2 separate regions of the Mus musculus genome follow, and region 2 is linked to region 1. A link is a contact called in public HiChIP or PLAC-seq data. All regions are on one chromosome and are shown on one strand. Each heading gives the region's core, a stretch centred on a gene start, on an enhancer-like site or on the middle of the called end of the contact. The rest is flanking DNA. Distances are from core to core; before and after follow the strand shown.

What was found. HiChIP or PLAC-seq counts read pairs in DNA pulled down with a chosen protein or histone mark.
Region 2: an H3K27ac HiChIP or PLAC-seq map of embryonic stem cells shows a contact between it and region 1, with 5 times the contacts expected there. The contact joins two enhancer-like sites. A contact is called at or near these places in 3 of 484 Hi-C or Micro-C datasets (CD8 T cells, liver and nephron progenitors) and 3 of 115 datasets of contacts at active chromatin or transcription factors (embryonic basal ganglia and embryonic stem cells).

The regions. Positions count from the first base shown.
Region 1 is chr4:131,124,096-131,128,183 of GRCm38.p6, reverse strand. No RefSeq gene overlaps it. Among named protein-coding and RNA genes, the nearest start is that of Gm42318, 30 kb to the left of the region's middle. Within about 2 kb of position 2,028, at least 5 of the 459 cell types and tissues checked have an H3K27ac peak or open chromatin away from gene starts, as enhancers often do. A contact at or near this core is called in embryonic stem cells, where this site is marked.
Region 2 is chr4:131,817,866-131,822,038 of GRCm38.p6, reverse strand. Ptpru (protein tyrosine phosphatase, receptor type, U) reads left to right here. Exons shown (of 31, transcript NM_001083119.2): 3 at 1,060-1,331; 4 at 1,776-1,857; 5 at 1,962-2,077; 6 at 2,336-2,510; 7 at 2,952-3,245. Among named protein-coding and RNA genes, the nearest start is that of Ptpru, 18 kb to the left of the region's middle. Within about 2 kb of position 2,813, at least 6 of the 459 cell types and tissues checked have an H3K27ac peak or open chromatin away from gene starts, as enhancers often do. A contact at or near this core is called in embryonic stem cells, where this site is marked.

The DNA of each region.
Region 1 (4,088 bases), core at 779-3,278:
CATCAAATATTAGCGCGCAGTCCGCTGTATGAGAAACTGCCTGAGATCTAGTGCCCACTCCACCATACCATGTCATCTGAGCCCCTTTTCTATTCTGTATTCCCCCTCCCCCTTGTCTTCCTCCTCCTCCTCCTCCTTCTCCTCCCTCTCCTCCTCCTCCACCTCCTTCTTCACCTCCTCCTCCTCTACCACCATCACCACCAGTTTGATCATTAAAGCTGGTTTTGGAGTCCAGCCCCAGGCTCTTCCCACCTCCAGCCCCAGGCTCCTTCCTCATGCCTAGCCTATAGCTGGTATCTTAGAAATGGCCTCCTCGGTAAGTCTTACAAATCATCATGCAGCCTGGGTGCCATGTTTCGGAAGCATGTTTGTATTAGATTCCATCAGCTTCATCTCACAGTGACATCAGTGAAGGCCAGCAGAGTCAGACATCTCCCCACCCCCACCCAGCTCTAGTCCCAATCTTTCCCCTCAGCCAGCTCCTTCCAAATCTCTCTGTCTCTCTTTTTATGTGTCTGTCTCTGTGTCTATCTCTGTCTCTCTCTTTCTGTGTCTCTCTGTGTCTGTGTCTGTGTCTGTGTCTGTGTCTGTGTCTGTGTCTGTGTCTGTGTCTGTGTCTGTGTCTGTGTCTGTGTCTGTGTCTGTGTCTGTGTCTGTGTCTCTCTCTGTCTCTTTCTCAGGGCAATCTGGGTCAGGGCCACACAGAGGCTTCTCCTTCACTGTCCCTAAAGAAGGCTTCATTCAGTTCTGCTCTAAGACACGTGTATGTATGTGTGTTTCTCTGTGTGTGTGTGTGTCTGTCTGTATGCGTGCATGCATGAATGCATGTATGTTCACGTGTGCATGCATGTGATGGCCACACCTGTTGTGTGGCAGGACTGGGAAAAGCTGCTGCCTTGCTGTAGGTAGGATGAGCCCAGGGCCACCTCAGCTCTTTCCAAGCCTGGCTGTGAGAAGGAGGAGGGGCTTGGAGTCAGAGAGGCATGGCATGGACCACTCAGGTCCTCTTCTTAGCTGTGTGGTGATGGCGTGACTCGCTTGACATCTCTGAGTGTCTGCTTCCTCTCTGTGAAATGAAGGCAAACTCGGAACCACTGTGAAGACTAGATAAAGCCGGATAAAGCCATGGGTGTGGACCATTCCTTTGGCAGGCTCTAAAACAGAAAGCAACCTCAGGAAGAGAGTGCAGCACTGGCATTCAAGATGTCCACCCTGATCGCTTCATTAAACGTCTTTCTCACACAGTCTTCATGTCTACAGCAGACACTGTTTTGGGGTGTCTCTAACCAGTTACCTGTCAAACCACCTACGCTGCAGAGCCTGCAGAGTCGGCAGCACAGAGCAGACCCCAGGGAACTGCAGGTTGATAGTTAGGACCATTTCCACAACGGGAGGCAAGACAGCTCAGTGGAAAGTGCACTGGCTGCCAAACCTGATGACCTGAGTTGGATTCCCAGGTCCTAAATGGTGAAAGGAAAGAACAGACTTGTACAATGTCCTCTGACATCCTCCAAGTACATGGTATAGTGCACTCTTGAGCATCCTCACACACTAACATAAGTAAAGGTAAATTTTTTTAAAAAAGACATTTCCGTGAGCCCAGATCTTCCCGCCAAGCCTTTCTCCTCCCCCAGAGACTACCATTTCTATGCTTTTGGAAGACAAATACAAACTCTTCTGATGAGTTCAATGAGACAGGAGGTATTCATCAAAACAAAACAGAACGAAAAAAAAAGGCCATGTGTGAGAGAAGGGATGGGTAGATTTGAGTCCCTCCCCACAAAGAGATTCAGTTCACCCGATGTCACCGTGGAGAAACGGGCAAGATAAACCAGGGTGTGGAAGCAGATATTTTGGCATGTTAGCAGTAAATGGGCCCACTCTGAATATGTGAAGATTCTAGAACGACCCTAATCGAAGGACTTGAATCTTTGAATTGGGGTTTCAAGAAGAAGCCTGAATGGCTCATCAGCGCCTGCGAATATGCGCAGCCTCATTAGCAATCAGGGAAGTGCAAATGGAACAGCAGGAAAAGAATCCACCTGCTGACTGGGCAGGGTGGAGGCTGGCGAGGTGGGGAGGAAGGGCCTCCCCCCATTGTGTCCTGGAAACAGAAGCTCACTCTTGCAGACTAATTCACCATTGTCTTGTAAAGCCTACCAAGCAGGCCCCCTCCCCTGTCTTGCAGCAGCTCTGCTTCAAGAGTATACCCCCAGAGAGCCTCCTGTACATGAGTACCGGGAGCCTCAGACAAGGATGTTCGTGGTCACTCATTTGCAAAAACACGAACCTAGTATCCACCCCAGTCAATACTGTTGAGTGAGTGAATCCGACTTCCAGATAGGTATGTGGGAGATGCTGCATCCAGCCTTGCAACAGCACTAGACACTGGCTCTGTGCTCCTCCCATATAAGATGCCCCTTGCACATATAAGCAACCCAGATACAACCCCTGGGCCTTCACTATGGAGTCCAGGCCTATCTGAAAGCCAACCGTTCTGTCTTTGGAGGCAACGGGAGCCCTGTAGCTGGGACCAGGTGTCTGTTATATGAAGGATGGGGCTAAGGAGCCCAGGGGACTCTGCTCCATTTCCTCTGACCTTCCTGGGACCAGGCTTATAGTTGATCAGCATCCTGATCTTCTTTCAACTCGCTGGCATGACAGTGGCCCTGGGAGAAGCAACAACAGCCATTCTTCCCCTCGGGGCACCATAATCCCCAATCCACAGGCAGCTCCAGGGTACATGACCAGGGTTCAGACCTCTAGTATCTCACACTTCAAGAAGTCCACACACTAAAGAAACCCATCATCAGAGGCAGCAGCTCTAGGCTGAAAGGAAGGGAAGGCTTCTAATGGCGTCTGGGCACAGAGTCTGCCAGAGCAGTCTCAAGGCACCAGGTACCATTTTAAGGCAAATTCTAAGGTGGATAGCAACCAGCTCAGTCTACCAAAGACAGGCTGTAGGGAGGATGTGAGCCCCACCCACTCCAGGCTTATCTCTGATTTGAAACAATATTCTAGTAATAGATGTTCTACAAGGGAAGAAATGGACGTCAGAACCAGGCAGGAGGCAGGGGTGGCAAAGTGCTTGCCATACAAACATGAAGACCTGAGTTCAAATACCCAGTACCCATGTAAAAACCCACACATGGTAGCTAGTGTCTGGAATCTCAGCTCTGGGGAGACTGGGAGATCCCTGGAACTTGCTGGCCATCCAGTCTGGTCTCACTAATGAGCTCCAGGTTCAGTGAGAGAACTTATCTCACAAGATATTTGACATTGACCTCTGATCTCCACACACCAGCATGTTTACATGTGCACATACACGAAAGAAGTATATAAAGTATAAATAAATAAATAAATAAATCGAAAATTTTTTTCATAGCCCAACCCAGATTTAGACCCTGATGTTGTTTTTTCCAATCCACCTGTATGGATTATATAATCCAGGAATAGAAATCTGTAGGGGTAAAATTAGCAATTTGTATCCATATTTTATTTCTCCCCGATCTTTTTAATAAGCACTTTAACAATGTGACTGTCTGGATGGAATTTTCCTGTTTAGTGGCCCACCATATTCTCATACCAAAGCCACTTTACCAGTCCCCATGGTCAGGTGGATACATGGTATGACCCTGTGCTCAAACCTCTGTCGTCTCTACCTCTGGTCATTTTCTGAAGGAAGTTGGCCTTAGGGTCAAGGGGCACAGACATCTGCATTCTTTAGACTCTATGTGTGGCAAGCCATCCCTGTGGGAAGCTGGCTTGGCCCCTCCCTTGAGGTGTCTACATGGAGTCTCTCACTCCAGCATCATCCTGACCCTTTGCTGATCTGCCCTTGGGAAATACACCAGGGAAGCTGATACGCAGATAAATAGTTGTATTTATCTGTAGGCACTTTAAAAAGTCAACATAATTACTCAAGTTCCATTAAGTTTAATTTGCAGCCAATCTCACATCTAACAGGAAATAGACAGGGTGTTGAGTGGAGTGGAAGAGGCAGGCTGGCTCTTAAGAATCAGAGAGCAATCGATGGCCTGGCTGGGTAGGCAAAACTGGGCCTCCAGAGGATGGCACTCTGCATCTTC
Region 2 (4,173 bases), core at 1,564-4,063, 690 kb before region 1:
GTCCAGGTGGACAGGGATGAAACAAGGAGTCTTGCCCTCAGAGGAGAGCGGGAGGAAGAAAGAGAGCCCTGGGGGTGGAGGGGTGCATGTCAGAGCAGGGAGGGCTACAGGGAATGGAGGAGGAGGCAAGAAGGTGTCACGCTGGAAGAGGGAGCTACCTTAGGGGAGAGAAGAGTCCACAGGAGCTGGCTATACAGTGTCTGGCTTGGATGTGTCCTTTCTAGGGTTCCAGTGGGGATAGGGACCCGGACGTTCATTCCCTACTCCTGCAGGACACAGGCAGCAGCCACCTTCCCAGGGCTCCAGGCTCACAGAGATGAATGAGATCTCCCTTTAGCAGAGTCCCTGGGGAGCCCTCCTGAGCAGGCTCAGAATGTGCTCTCAGCCAAGTCTAGGAGAAGGCGGTGCCAGCGGCTGCTCTGCAAGGGTGGCTTTGGGCTCCTCCTTGGCATCTGCATCGCCCTCACCCCAAGGAAAGCCTGATCCCCAGCCAGGCTCTGAGACACTCCCCACCTTCTCCATCACACATCGAGGACAGGATCTTCTGGTTGGAACGTGGGGTGTTTGTGTAGGAACCTGGTGTGGGCGGGAAGGGAGGTTAATCCTTTCATTCAGTCTGTCCTACATATTCATCAAGCTCCAGGCTCAGGAGCCTGTGTGTGTGAAGACAGAGCAAAGGCCTGAGGCATGACAGGCTGGTAGCAAGGCTGCCATGGGCTTTATGAATGATCAGAGCCAGAGGCGAGCGCGCGCGCGGTGTGTTGGTGGGGGTTGGGGTGGAGGAGCGAGTGAAGCTTTGGAATCGGTGACCTCAGGGGACCGGCCCTGTGATATGTGACCCGATACAGGGCTAGGGAGAGTGGTGACTTGTGGGTGGTGAGGGGCCTCGTGGGTTCTGACAAGGTTGAGTTTGTGTTTTTCTTGTCCTAGCCTTCTCCTTTGGGAAACAGAACTCGAGAGCCCAAACCCTTCATTCCCGGTGGCTGCTTCATCTCTGTCCTTTCCAGAGTGTGACCCTGGCTTCCCTTGGCCTCCCATCTTTTCTTTTTCTCTCTGCAGGTGCCTACTTGATGGTCAATGCTTCTCAGCATGCCCCAGGTCAGAGGGCCCACATCATCTTCCAGACCCTGAGCGAGAACGACACCCATTGTGTGCAGTTCAGCTACTTCCTGTACAGCAGGGATGGGCACAGCCCAGGCACCCTGGGGGTCTACGTGCGCGTGAATGGGGGCCCTCTGGGCAGTGCCGTGTGGAATATGACCGGATCCCACGGCCGTCAGTGGCACCAGGCTGAGCTGGCTGTCAGCACCTTCTGGCCCAATGAGTATCAGGTGGGCTGGGTTTAGTCAGTGGTCAGCTTGCTGGGGCTTGGAGGTAAGGGCAGGGGCAGGCCACCCCTGACGTCAGACTAGGCTGTTCAGCATCAGGAGTCAATCTGGCGTTGAGTTTGGAGTTCGACTGCATCAGTGTGGGTACAGAGTCAGAGGTCATTGTTAATAGGATGGCCACTATTGAGGGTGAATTGGAACAGGACTCAAATGGAGATTCTGTCCGACTAGATGAATCTGCTGCTTTGAGGGAGTTGTCAAGAGTAGGGATGAAACTTCTAGCCTTGACTGTGATTTTATTTTCTCTGCCCACAGCCCTGAACCAGCTGGCATGGTAGTAAGGCTCTGTGTGAGCTGGGTTGGCATTGGATGGTGGAGAGAGGTCGGGTTGGGGCCAAGCTGGTCAGGAGGGATGTCGCTTTGGCAACTGGCCTCCTATTCCCTCAGGTGCTGTTTGAGGCCCTCATCTCCCCAGACCACAAGGGCTACATAGGCTTAGACGACATCTTGCTCTTCAGCTATCCCTGCGGTGAGTCCCAGTCCACTCAGACATAAGGATGAGGGTAGCCTTGGCTCCTGCCTGCAGGGCATGCAGGCCCAGCTCATGCTGGGGCTCTGCCTGTTTTCCCACAGCAAAGGCCCCTCACTTCTCCCGCCTTGGGGACGTGGAGGTCAATGCAGGCCAGAACGCATCCTTCCAATGCATGGCAGCAGGCAGAGCCGCAGAGGCAGAACACTTCTTCCTGCAGGTGAGCGTCCCACAGAGACTTGGCTCCAAGGACCTTTTGCCTCCTTGGCTTGGTACCCTTTTGGGGTTTTGGGTCCTCCCTTCATATGCCAGCATCTATATACACCTATATACACAGTGTCTTGCCTCCCCTAGGCTGTGCTCTGCCAGCTAGCATCCCCTTAACTCTGGGATGGAGGCCAGTTCCAGGATCCTCAAATGCTCAGGGGATAGTAGGGACTCAAGTACACTGCTTCCTAACTCTCTTTTTTCTCTTCAGCGTCAGAGTGGAGTGCTGGTGCCTGCGGCCGGGGTGCGGCACATCAGCCACCGTCGCTTCCTGGCCACTTTTCCGCTGGCCTCGGTAGGCCGCTCAGAGCAGGATCTGTACCGTTGCGTGTCCCAGGCCCCGCGTGGTGCTGGCGTCTCCAACTTTGCAGAGCTCATCGTCAAAGGTCAGCCGATTGGCCTTGAGGAAGGCCCGTCTGGTGGGGAGAGGATAGGGCGGAGTCCGTGTAGAGGTGTGCATGGAGCTAGCTCCTTGGAGGACTTGTTGGGAGGTCGCACAGCAGATTTAGCCGAACGCTTGATAGCAGCTCGAGGGACCTGGGAGGAAAGAGAGAGTCTCGTGATAGGGGAGGATTAGGTTTTAGAGGTATTTTCTAGCTGTGACCTGAACAGTGTTGCCAGGCAGAGGGATGGGCTGGCCGCGTGAGAGAAGGATACAGGGAGCCCGGGCCTAAATTCCTATGCGCCTTCCAGGTGCTAACCCAGCGAGTGTGCTGGGATCCCCCAGGCCTAAACTTGGGAGTTCGGAGTGGGCGTGGCTGAGTTATGGAGTTCTAGGGCCACATGGTGGCATTAGTAGGCTCCTCCTCTTCTGCATATCGTCGCAGAGCCTCCCACCCCCATCGCGCCCCCACAGCTGCTGCGTGCAGGCCCCACCTACCTCATTATCCAGCTCAACACCAACTCCATCATTGGCGACGGGCCGATCGTGCGCAAGGAGATCGAGTACCGCATGGCACGGGGCCCGTGGGCCGAGGTGCACGCTGTCAACCTGCAGACCTACAAGCTGTGGCATCTGGACCCAGACACTGAGTATGAAATCAGCGTGCTGCTCACACGCCCGGGAGATGGAGGCACAGGCCGCCCTGGGCCACCACTGATCAGCCGGACCAAGTGCGCAGGTGAGTGGCAGGACGGCCTTCTTCCACAGAGGCAGCAAGGCCTCCCGACACACACACACACACATTTATTGACACATAGATAAAATAGCTTGGGCTATTTCTCCATAGCTTGTCTCAAAAAAATAAAACCAGATAAACAAAAGAGACAAAAAGACAATACCACCCCCGCCAACCAAAACAAAACAAAAAGACAGACCAAGAAAACAAACCACGAAACTTACCAGAGCCCTGTGATAGGTTGTTGTCATACCTACTTCACAGATGAGGTGACTGAGACAGAGATGTTAGGCGACTGGGCAAAGAACACAAAGCCAGTAAGCGGCAGAGATGGGACCAGAACTCTTAACTGGCTGGGTAACAATCCTTAAACCCTATCAATTAAAAATTGTGTGTGATGGATTTTGGCTGGATTCCTTGGATCTGGCATTGAGTCAGAAGTCAGTTCTCCCTTGTTTCGGAGGATAAAGTAGCTGTTGCTAAGGACCCCGATGCACCTGCACCCAGAAGACTAATAAGAGAAACGGACAGGGTTCTCTGTGATGTCAGTGTGCTGCTGTTTCTAGAATTTTCTTAGTGAGAAATGTAGATTCTCGATGTAGATTCATGTGCGGGTCCTCCTTACTCTATAATGTTTTCCACAGCAGTTCCATTTTAGATAACTATGGTTTAATTTTACAATGAAGATTGACATCTGAGGCTGGCAAGATGGCTCAGTTGGTAAAAGGTGCTTGCTGCCAACCCAGTCAGTATGGAGACTCACAGGGTGGAAGGCGAGAACCCATTCTCAGAAGATGTCCTCTGACTTCCAGATGTGTGCCCCCTTCCCCAAGCCAGATGTGCAGCTGAAAAATAATGTATACAATGTAACAAAAATGTGTAACAACAAAATGAAGCCCACAGACTCCATAGCTATTGTAACAGATTCCCG